Regions from separate parts of the Muntiacus reevesi genome. Here region 2 is linked to region 1. A link is a contact called in public Hi-C data. All regions are on one chromosome and are shown on one strand. Each heading gives the region's core, a stretch centred on a gene start, on an enhancer-like site or on the middle of the called end of the contact. The rest is flanking DNA. Distances are from core to core; before and after follow the strand shown. Region 1 holds the start of INSIG2 (insulin induced gene 2). Region 2 holds the start of DDX18 (DEAD-box helicase 18).

Region 1 (5,672 bases), core at 1,551-4,050:
ATGAGACCCAAAGTGGTTAAGTGAAGTGACAAGATCAAGAAAGTATATACCAGATCTTCCTATGACAAACAAGTATAACTCCTAGAAATGGCCAGACTGACTCATCAAAGGGATAAAACATTCAACACCCCCTACTACACAACAATTAAGTTCCCAAAAAAGCATGTTTATAATAGTCACTCTTTAGGGGAGTAGGTTATTTTAAAGTGAAAGCTCTTGAAATAAGTATCCTTAATAATGTTTTATTACTTTTTAAAACACATTTTAAAGTTCGGTTTTCTGATTATGGATTGATCATATCTTCCTAAAGTGTATCTATATCTTTAAATGTTACTATTACATCAATGATAAATTCGATTCTGAAAAAATTTTTAAACACCTATATTTGAAAACTTTAGGTTACCGAAGAAATATCTTTCTGATCAAGAAGTCTCCGGTATAAAAATACCACTTAAAAGATAATACCTCAATAGATCCTCAACAATAATCCTAGTAAGTAGGCAGGTGTTTTTAAATCCTTAACCTTTTCTATTTTACAAAATAGCATAGGTTAAGCAACCTTCTGCAAGTATAAAACTGTTGCCAGGTAGTACCTGGACTGGCCCCAAGCACGCTGGCTGCTGGCTCCCTGTCCAGAGTGCTTCCAGCACAATTGCCTTTTCTAAAAACAGCATACAAAAACAATTTAGTGCCACACAAGAAATAATTTTTAAAGCCATTTTTTAAGGAAAAAAAAAAACTTTTTTTCCCCAAAAATTGACAAAGAAGAAACTACCACAGAACATGAAAAATTCTACTTTAAGCTCCTGACCTACACTTTCTATAGAGTACATTACTGAACAAAAAGAAAAATAGTTCAAATAGTTTGGATAGATCAATAACAAATCATCAAAATTGGGAAACATTACTCCCAGTCTATGGCTGCCAATCAATGGGTTATTATTACCATCAGATAAATAAAACAGTGTTGTAACTGATTCTCCGCTTTGTGGATGAAAATCAAAGTTTACATTTGCCACTGAAAACACATCCGGGCAATAGGCATTTGAAAACAAATACACAAAAAAAATCTTCTGAAGAACCGATTAAGAATCAATTGTATTTTAACAATTGCAACACCCTCAAAACCAAACAAGATCATTAGTCTTCAGAGGAAGAGCAGTCACAGAAGTGTGTTTATTACCCTGTCTCTTCAGGTACTTAGGTCAGAAAGGTTACTAAATAATAAAATTAAATTACTACCTTCCACTTTCTTATCCTATGCTCTAGTAATTACAAAGGCATTCTCAGAATAGAATAAATGTCACAATTAGGAAAAACACAAATCAATGAAACTCTCCTTTAAAAAAAAAGCATACAGATGTGATTCATAGGCTACGGACACTAAGAACTTCTAGGAAGAAAAACATGTTGGCCTTGAAGACCCTGCAGCTCATCTTTCCTATCAACATTAAAATCCAAACACAGAAACTATTAAGCAATATTTGCATCCCATTCCTGCTTTTAAATAACAAATCTCAGTCCATAAAAAGGTTACTCCATCATTTCAGAATAATTTTCTGATAACAATGCAAATAAGCAGATAAGCTCTGTCCTTAAAGTACTGAACTTCTTTCCGCCATTTGTAGAAGCAACAGTTGTCAGTTTAAAAAGAATTAACCTCTTTTCCCAAATAAACATACATGATTCATAGCTTGGTCACTTTATATCAGATATGTACTGAGAACTGTAACAAAACACTACTCAACCTATTGTCCAGAGAAAGAGGGAACAGGAAGAGTACATGGCTATTAAGGGGGGAAAGGAGGGGGGATATTAATGGGGTCCCTCCATTCATTTTCACTCAACTGTTCCCTATCAAGGCCAAATCCCACAATGAGAAGATACAAGCTGGCCACTGCCAGGCTGCCTTCACTTCTCCCGAACCCAAGGCTGGAGCCTGACTTCCCTGCAACCCTCAGTTCCACTGCAATACTGATCCCTGCCAGTCTCAGTGGCCCAGCTGTCAGGACTATTCATTCCTTCTTGAAGCATTTCCTCAATAACCCTACAGAATAGTCAGCTCTCCTTGGTATATTTTCCTAGACTATCTAGCTAACGCCATACTTCACTAACTTTTTGCCAATGCTAACTGAACACGGGTCGTTGTCACTTAAGTTTTAGCACCCTTTCCCCCTCGTCCCCCATTATACCCACACTGCTTTCCTTTTCCAGATTGCCAATTTTCAGTGACCAAGCCTAAAATCTCGGAAACTATCACCAACTGACTTCTAGGTCCTGGCAAGAGTTCTCTTTGGCTTTCCCTCACACCTACTCCAGAGGTCTCCAATTAAAATCCAAAATGCCAAAGTCCCACTCCTCAACCCAATATCTACAAACCTTTTGGCGGATTATAAGCGTGCTATCAATACAATACCAACCTTTCCAGATCCTTTCCCCTCCTAAACCTGAGTCTGGTCTCCTTGGCTACGAGCCTACCAAGTCCTGACAGCTCTCAGCTTGACAGCTCGCCGACCCTACCCCTTCAAATCTCCGGGGTCGCCCTTCCCGCCGTCCGCCTGCCTTCTTTCCGCCCGGGCACTCTTCCACTGTCCAGGGAGTCTCGGCCTCTCCTAGGCCCTCTCCCTGACCCAGCCGTCCCCTTCCGGATCTCGCCGACCCTCCTCCAGGTAAGCGGAGCCCCTCGTCCTTCAGGCCCCATCTGTGGTCCTGGCTCCTCACACTTGCCAGGAGGGTTCCCAGGTTGCAAAAATGCAAGCGATTCCTCTCCCCGACGGCACCCCTTTCCTCAGGCTCTTTTCCTCAGCATCAAGTCACCGGCGCTTCCCCAGGGGACCCCAACTCACCCCCGCCTCCGCCATCTTCTGGGACCGGCCCCCGCCCCCCTCCGCCGCTTCCTTCTCCCCTCCCACAACTCCGCCCGCGCTCCACTGCGCCTGTGCGGTCGACGCTCAGACGCTCAGACGATCGGGGCAGAATAACTTCCGGTTCCCACAGGCGCCAGGTGGAAGGCCGGAGAGCCGGGGCAAAAGAACTTCCGGTCTCCACGGGGGTAGTGGCACCTGTAGGCGTGGACTGTCGATTGGTGGAGGCTACCAGATCAGCTGTTGTTTGCTGACCGGGCAGCCGTGGGTTGTGAGGATTGCCCAGACCCTGTGGGCGGTGCCAGAGAATCGCGCAGCTACTCACGCAGACCCTTGGCGCGTCTCTCTGCTCCGAGCTGAAACCGGAGTTCTGGAGCGCAGGGTCGCTGGTCCCCCTGCTAGGGATGCTGACAGTATCTTTTGTGATTTCGCCGACCTTTATTCTTTACCTTTTTTCGTTCCCTTCTAAAGTCATTACTTCTTTGGGGAGAGAGCATAATTGATAATTCTCTCTTCTCCATCCCACAGCACTTTATGCGGCATTCATTAATAATCGTTCCCCAAGTTTGACCAGGTAAAGCGGTTTGGGGACAGTTTTCATAGGAAGAGTTTTTGAGGTTTACAGCGAAGTAGATTTTGCGAAGTACAATACAAACTACTAAGAGGAAAATGCAAAGTAGAGAAATTACAGCCTTTTATTTGTCAGAAGTAGTATCATAATATGATTGTGGTCAGGTTACAATGTTCTTGTGGAAAGTTTTTTACATGAAGTTTGGGCCTCGAATTATTGTTTAAGAGCTGTGCAAAGGAGTGTTAATTGGTGAAATTCCTTTGTATTTTTTTTTTTTTTTACTTTGAGCTGATTAATGATACTTACTATGTTTCTGACCTTTTTATGGATACGTTTATTTCTGAAAAATTTGAAGGCGTCATTAAATTTGCACCAGAATACACCTAAGCAAGTATTTACATGGCCTTTCTTATTTTCTCTATGGCCTTTCTTATTTTCTCTAATGTTTCCTAAAGGTGGTAAATTCTCCTGTAGGTTTTCACACTACCAGTAGGGAAAAAAAAAATGGATAAGGGTGAATTATACTGAATGGATGAGCAATTTTTAAAAGAAAAGAGAAAAGCACCCAGAAAAGAGACAGTAACTTCAAAATGTCCTTACATCTGGGGCCCTCTTTAAAGCAGCATGAGTCCTATTCATCAAGGTTTTGCCTTTTTCAAACACTTCAAAATTGTCTTCAAGAAATTGCTTATGGAAAATTTTATCCTGGAGAGGCTTTTGTTTTAGTTTAAATATTTATTGATTTCAAGAAGAAACTAGACCTAAAAAGCAAGAACCATGTGGCACCAATTCCTAAGTTTCTTACATCCAACACAGTCATTCCTATTGTGGTATAGAGCAGAATACAAAGTCCTCAGAAGAAATACAGAGAACCACTGTCTTCTGATTAAGTTTGGGGACAGTTTTCATAGATTATAAGGAGGCAGATATTATGGGGCTGTGCATTCTGATGAGAGCTCAGAGATGGGAAAACTTGAAATAGATGATGGGGCCTGGTGCATGGACAGATATCTTTTTTTTTTTTTTGGACAGATGTCTTAAGACATGAGATCTGAATGTCATACTCATAAATTTGGACTAAGCATTTGTTATTATCATGGAAACATGAAAATCACAAATTACTTGATGCCATAATATAAATTGATGAAGAACTCTGAGAAATTGGAATAACTGCATTACTTTGAAACAGATATAATGTGGCTGAGAGAACACTGGTGAAGGATTCTTGAAACCTGGTGCCCTGACAGCACGTGCATAATCATGTCCAAAAAGTTCACTTTTTTGGCCTTTTTTCTCGTTTGTAAGATGAGGGATTGGTCTAGGTTGTTTCTAAGGTCCTTTTTATAGGCAAATGTATCAATGACTTGATAATTCTGTAACATAAGGAAACAGGTTTTTTCCATTAGCCTTACATGTTGTTTGGGTTTCCAAGTGAATAGCACAAAAGGCAAACTGGAAAACAAAACCTTTCTTACTTAGCTAACATAAACACCCACAGAAGTTTATTTACCTTGTTAAAGTTAGATGTTGTTAGGCTAACATTAGTTAGAGTTGATGACTCAGAGTTGATGACCAAGCCTCGAAGAACCTGGACTTGGAAGCCTTACCCAAATTAAAACTATCTCCCTGGGAAAAAAAAAAAAAAAAAAGGTGTTACAGTTTTCCTAGTCAATAGCTAGAAACTGAAACACTAGTGACAGTAGTACTAGTTTTGATGGTGTTTTGATGTAGGAATACATATAGTTCTGGGACACAAAAAGGAAAGGATTTTTGCCTTTTTGAGAGTCCAGGATGGATCATTTATTCATCCATCCTTTAACAACTATCACCTGAATATCATGCACACCCCAGGCACTTGGCACTGAATCCCAGGAGGAGAGCGACCTTTTCTGCTCCTGAAGTTTGCAGTACGTTTGGGGAAACACACAGTAAATAGTTAAATTAATATATAATTTCAAAGTGAGACAAGTGATGAAGATGAACATCTCCCTATGCAATAGAAAATAAAGGGAAAAACCTGGAGGCTAGATATGACTTCAGGTGTGACTTGAAGATAGGAATCTTCTAAGAGCAGGGTGAAGAGCAAGAGTGAAGGTACTAAAGCTGCACAATTTGTGAATCCCAGGAAGTGAAGGCAAAGCAGCTAGTGGCTTGCAATTGAGAAGAAGGTTACAAATTGTGTATTAACATTGTGACTTACTATATACAGTGTGTGTGTGTGCGTGCTCAGTCACATC
Region 2 (5,672 bases), core at 1,692-4,191, 260 kb after region 1:
TGTAATGTCTAATCTTCATGCTTTAGTCTCTGTCTTGTTTCACTTGTTTAAGCAGTTTCTCATCATTTACAAATGCATTATAGTCTGTAGGCAGTAAAAAGAGAGCCACGCATGTTTGGAAAATCCAATGCATCTTTCCAGATGAAAACTTTATTTCAGACAAAAGGTGAATAGGACATGCTAACGCAGGTGTCAGCAAATGTTATCTATAAAGAACCAGATTTGTAAACACTTCAGGTTTTGCAGGCTGCATGGTCTCTGTCATCACAAAGGTCAAGTAAACACATGGGCATCACAGCACTCCAGTTAAGCTTTACTGCAGAAATGGGCAGAAGGCTTAACAGTCTGACCCTCCCCTGAAATCTCTGCCTGCTCACAGTTCAACTAAAATGCCTCTTCTTTCACTAAACTTATTCAGTCCAATGATCTTCTAAATGAAAGTACCCCTCTTCCCCCATCCTGGACATTCTACTCACTAGGGAATTAATGTTCCATTTATTCAGAGAAGAAAGGCAGAATGATAACTTGAAAAACTTAATGGCTTAAGTTAAAAAAAGAAAAAGTACATACCAGGCCCCGCATCATCCACTATTTTTCTCTTTTTCTTCTTCTTCTTCTTTTTTGATTCTGAATTGGGACACTGCATTGCTGCTTCTCCGCTGGTCAACGTGGCAGATTTCTTGGAGGCTTTCTTAACTTTGACATTTTCCCCTGTTTCTTTAGATACATCTCCATTTGGGGCTTCTGACATGTCTGTATTTACAGACTCTTTCATGGATTTTTTAACTTTGACATTTTCCATGGCTTCTTTAGATAGGTCTCCATTGTTGGCTTCTGACAAGTTTCCATTCATAGACTGTTTTCGGGACTTTTTTACTTTTCCACCTACTCCTGCTTCTTCAGATATGTCTCCATTTTGGGCTTCTGACAACCCAGCACTCATAGGTTGTTTCAGGGATTTTTTGACTTTTCTGCTTCCTACTGTTTGTTTAGCTATATCTCCATTTTGGCCTTCTGACAAGCCCACATTCACAGACTGCTTTAGGGACTTTTTAACTTTTCCATCTCCCACTGTTTCTTCAGACACATCTCCATTTTGAATTTCTGACAGACTCACAGCTGAGGCACCTGTTTAAAAACAGAAAACATTGTGACAAAGGAGAGGCTTGCTTAGAAACCCTGGAATCCCTAACGAAATGCCGTGGCTTCCAGTACTGAAATGATCTAGCTTTTACTTCCCTGTTATGAACATTAAAATGAGTTCCAATTTTACAGTGTTTCACTGCAGGACAAGTAAATTAAAAACAGGGAGAGAACATGGCATTGATTTTTTAACTTCAGAAAACCATCTCTCTGTTCATAAGGAGTTAAAAGTCTTAAAGAAGAAACCTATGGGGCCAAACAACGGTACTTAAAAAACATACACATTAGGTATTTGATAAATCTACTTTCTTAGATGTCAGTGAATTGAAAATTCTGTTCATGAAACTACTTATTTGCCTTGATATTTATTGTATATAAATGCCTAACAATGTTTTACAAGTTTCTGTTTATACATTGACAGAGTACCATCTTTTGTTACCTTAAACTACCAAGAAGTCAGCAATGCTTTGTTATTCCATAGGAAATGTAAACACTAGAGAACTTCAAAAACATTCCTAAAATTCACACACTTGTTCCCTCCTCCAGGATTTCTTTCAATCAACTCATCTTTGTAGAAAATCAACTAGTGTAAGGCAGTATGCCTCCAACACTGCCCTAGGGGGTGGGTCTTAAGTCTAACAGGGCAGAGGTCCCCAACCTCTGGGATCTAATGCCTGATGATCAGAGGTGGGAGCTGATATAACAATAACAGAAATAAAGTGCGCAATAAATGTAATTCGGGCTTGAATCATTCGGACCGCCCGCCTCCACCTCCCCCCACCCCTCACCGTGAAAAACTGTCTCTCATGAAACCAGTTCCTGGTGCCAAAAAGGTTAGGGACCGCTGTTATACAGGACCTAAAAAAAGGCTAACATAACTAACTTCAGGATGTCTGCTCCACCGTAAGAAAGTTAGGACTGCAACCGAGGCAGGTAAAGTGACATTCAGGTAAAATGCTTTTCAATAGTCTTTGTTCTGGACACAAATACGCAGAAGCTCCTAAGAAATGTATAATTTGAAGTTAGGGAAGACGGGAAGACGGCACGAGCAAATGCATCACGCCTATGACCGTTCATGAGACACTTTAGGAGATGAACTTCTGCAGGAGTCGAGACAAGAGTGCAGGTAGGTAGGCGAAAACAAGGGTACCAGGTATGTCTGTGAAATGAGTGACACCCAGCTTGTTTTGAAACGATACACACACGAGATAGATGATGTGAATGGAAGATGCGCGGGGATGAGAAAGTCCCACGTGTCTGCTGGGAGATGGGGGCTGGGGATGAGGTGGACCCTAGAGACCGTGAAGGAGTCGGAATAGGGAGGGTGGAAGTGGGGCAGCCTTGTTCAGCTAGAAGCACAGCTGGAAAGAAAATCAGCCGGGGTCCTGTCCGTGTTCTGAAAGGAGAAACTGCTGTTGAAAGGTCAGGGGCAGATCTGGGGCAACGCGGCGTCGGCACCTGCGCTGGGCCCGAATGGAGGCTGCCCCGGGTTGCCTGTCCCCGTTCCCCAAGCACGCGTGCTCTGGGGGAAGCTGCCAGCGCCACTCGTAGTCAGCAGCGCCGCTCGGTGCCGGAGCGGGCCTCGGCCCACGTGCCGGCTCCCTCCGCAACCCGGGCCGCCGAGAGGTTCAGCGCATCTCACCCTGGAGCTTCAGGTTTCGTTGTCGCAATTTGAGGTTCCGCTTCTCGATCTTCCTGCGTAAAAGTTTCATCGGTAAATGAGACATGTTGCCGGTAAAGGGCCTTCAACGCGGCGCCACGGCCCAGCTTTTCGGCTCTCCCAAGTGACGTTAGTTCCTCTTGAGTCACACGTGCGCAGTGCGGCCAGCCGGAAATGCGTCATGGGACCACCCCTGGTGCGTAGAGGAAATGGGTCCCGGGTGGAAATGCTTCCGGGCGCGCGCGCCGTCCTACACTTGTGGAGAAAGGATTCTGTGTGGCGCCCTCTCGGGGAAAAGAGGCGCGGCCCCGCACGGGGTTCCCATTGTATCCGAGCCAGTAGCGCGCACCCCGGCTACTTGACTTTGTTTTCGCTTCCCTGGGCGAAGAGTGAAGAATCAAGGCCATAGGGAGTCTACATTCTCCATTCTGTTCCTATTCTTTTCGGATTCTGGACGATTTAAATCGAGTAATACCTAAGTCTCACGCATAAGTGTTTCCAAACTTGTTGACCACTCTCCTTGGTGAGAAATACACTCACTTTCTATGTCACTTGCTACCCAGCAATGTACATATAACATTCTCCAAACAATCTAACTCGTTTCACTCTTATGTTTTTACTTTGATACCACTCATCCCATCCTAAATCCTGAGTCCATTAAATATTCTGATTAGTGTGCATTAAAATTGATTCTACTGCTCTACTAATTGATTGGCTGCAGTTTGAAAATTTCAGGTTTAAAACCCTCAAAGCTTACACGCACAGACCCTTTAGAAGTGCTGAACAGAAATTACAATCTGATTGGCTAGTAGACGTGTGTGTGTGTGTGTGTGTGTGTGTGTGTGTGTGTGTGTGTGTGTGTGTGTAGAGGAGGTACATTAAAAAAAAAAGGTTACTAACATTAAAAATTGGGGCTAATTCATGGAGAAATTCATATTTTTTCTCTAAAAATTGGTCTTAATGGGCTCAAATTCCTCTTGGCAATAATCAGTTTGAGTTGAACAATAATTGGAAGAGTTGATGAAAGCCAACAAAAGTCCGTCTAGTCATGTATGGATGTGAGAGTTGGACTATAAAGAAAGTTGAGTGCTGAAGAATTGGTGCTTTTGAACTGTGGTGTTGGAGAAGACTCTTGAGAGCCCCTTGGACTGCAAGGAGATCCAACCAGTCCATCCTAAAGGAGATCAGTCTTGGGTGTTCATTGGAAGGACTGATGCTGAAGCTGAAACTCCAGTACTTTGGCCACGTCATTGGGAGAATTGACTCACTGGAAAAGACCCTGATGCTGGGAGGGATTGGGGGCAGGAGGAGAAGGGCACGACAGAGGATGAGATGGCTGGATGGCATCACCAACTCGATGGGAGTTGGTGATGGACAGGGAGGACTGGTGTGCTGCGATTCATGGGGTTGCAAAGAGTCAGACACAACTGAGCAACTAAACTGAGCTGAATGAAAGCTAGAATCATTTGTTTGGTGGAGTGGCAGGACCTGAGCTAGTAGGGATTAGACATAATTATAGGGAAGAAGGGAGAGGAAGAAAACTTGGGAGGGAGTTCAAACAGAATGTAAACAAATTGAGAAATCAGATTGAATTGAATTGGACTAGAAAACAACAGCAACCCATGATGTGCTTAAGTTGTTACTGATTAGGCAGGTTAAAGAATGAATCAGAAATTTAAACTGGCACACACACACAGATATATACACACACATGTCTCAGTTTACATATATATATGTATACATACATATATATATAGTGAAGGAAAGTTACACAGCTCAAAATAACCCCCTCTCAGTCCTCCCCACCATTCTATGCAAAACAACGAACTCTCTCACCTGAAGAAAAAAATGGACATTAAGGTTGATTACACCCAGCTCCCAGCCTGTCCAGCCTGTGGTGGATCTCCAGAATCCCTTGCCCCAGCCATTTGAGAGAGAACTAATCCGAACAACCTTGGAGAAGAACGGGCCCCCTGAAGACAGTGGATTTCCACATATATGCCTATATATACTTTTTTCTTGGGTTAGTGCAGCAGCTCATTAATGCGGCCCCTTCTGGCCTCATTAAAGGTGATCTGGTCCTGTAAAGTGCTGGGCGTGTTCTTTTTCTGAACCTCGCCTTCTCTGACTCCCTTACCCTGCATATGGCAGTTTATATAGATGTGTATTAGTTTAAATATATTCATATATATATATTATACTGTTTATATTTTATTTTTTTGTATATTATGAAGTTTTGACATATTAAAAAGCCTTTTCTGACTGAACAGATTGCTCCTTTGGGGACTAGCCAATTTTTAGAGATATAGCAAAGGACTTAGCCAAGAGCATGCCTATAACATGCAAACTAACTAATGCAGAGCTCTACTTCTTCCATCTGGCTTGTGTACCCCCTGGAGACAATATTTCTCTACCTTAACCATCCCAGAGCCAGGCTCCAAGCAACTAGGGGCCACTCCCATAGATTGTGTACGTGCATGCTCAGTCACTCAGTTGTGTCTGACTCTTTGCAACCCCGTGGCCTGTAGCCCACCAGGCTCTTCTCTCCATGGGATTCTCCAGGCAGGAATACTGGGGTGGGTTGCCATTTTCTTCTCCAGGGATCTTCCCGACCTTGGGATTGAACTCGTGCCTCCTGCAAGGCAGGCAGATTCTTTACTGTTAAGCCAGCTGGGAAGCCCCTGCTACAGCTTACATCTGATTAGATTATCCAAACCAGTCAACTGCAAACTGTTTATTTTGCATTGCCAGGCTTTTCCTGAAGAACAACCAGTGAAGACTGTGGCCGACACCCTCCCTTTGGCCTGCTGCTTCTGCCTGTGTGGGGCGCTGGTCCTTTCCCGTGTGGCCCTGCATGGTCTGGCGTACC

Evidence for each region. Hi-C and Micro-C count contacts between places; a contact is called where the count stands out from the background.
Region 2: a Hi-C map of muscle shows a contact between it and region 1, with 15 times the contacts expected there. The contact joins the promoter of DDX18 here to the promoter of INSIG2 in region 1. A contact is called at or near these places in 2 of 3 Hi-C or Micro-C datasets (blood and muscle).

The regions. Positions count from the first base shown.
Region 1 is chr3:203,375,687-203,381,358 of mMunRee1.1, forward strand. It overlaps INSIG2 (insulin induced gene 2), which reads right to left and starts at 2,801. Exons shown (of 6, transcript XM_065931404.1): 1 at 2,521-2,801.
Region 2 is chr3:203,632,430-203,638,101 of mMunRee1.1, forward strand. It overlaps DDX18 (DEAD-box helicase 18), which reads right to left and starts at 2,942. Exons shown (of 14, transcript XM_065931406.1): 1 at 2,786-2,942; 2 at 571-1,128. The coding sequence starts at 2,870.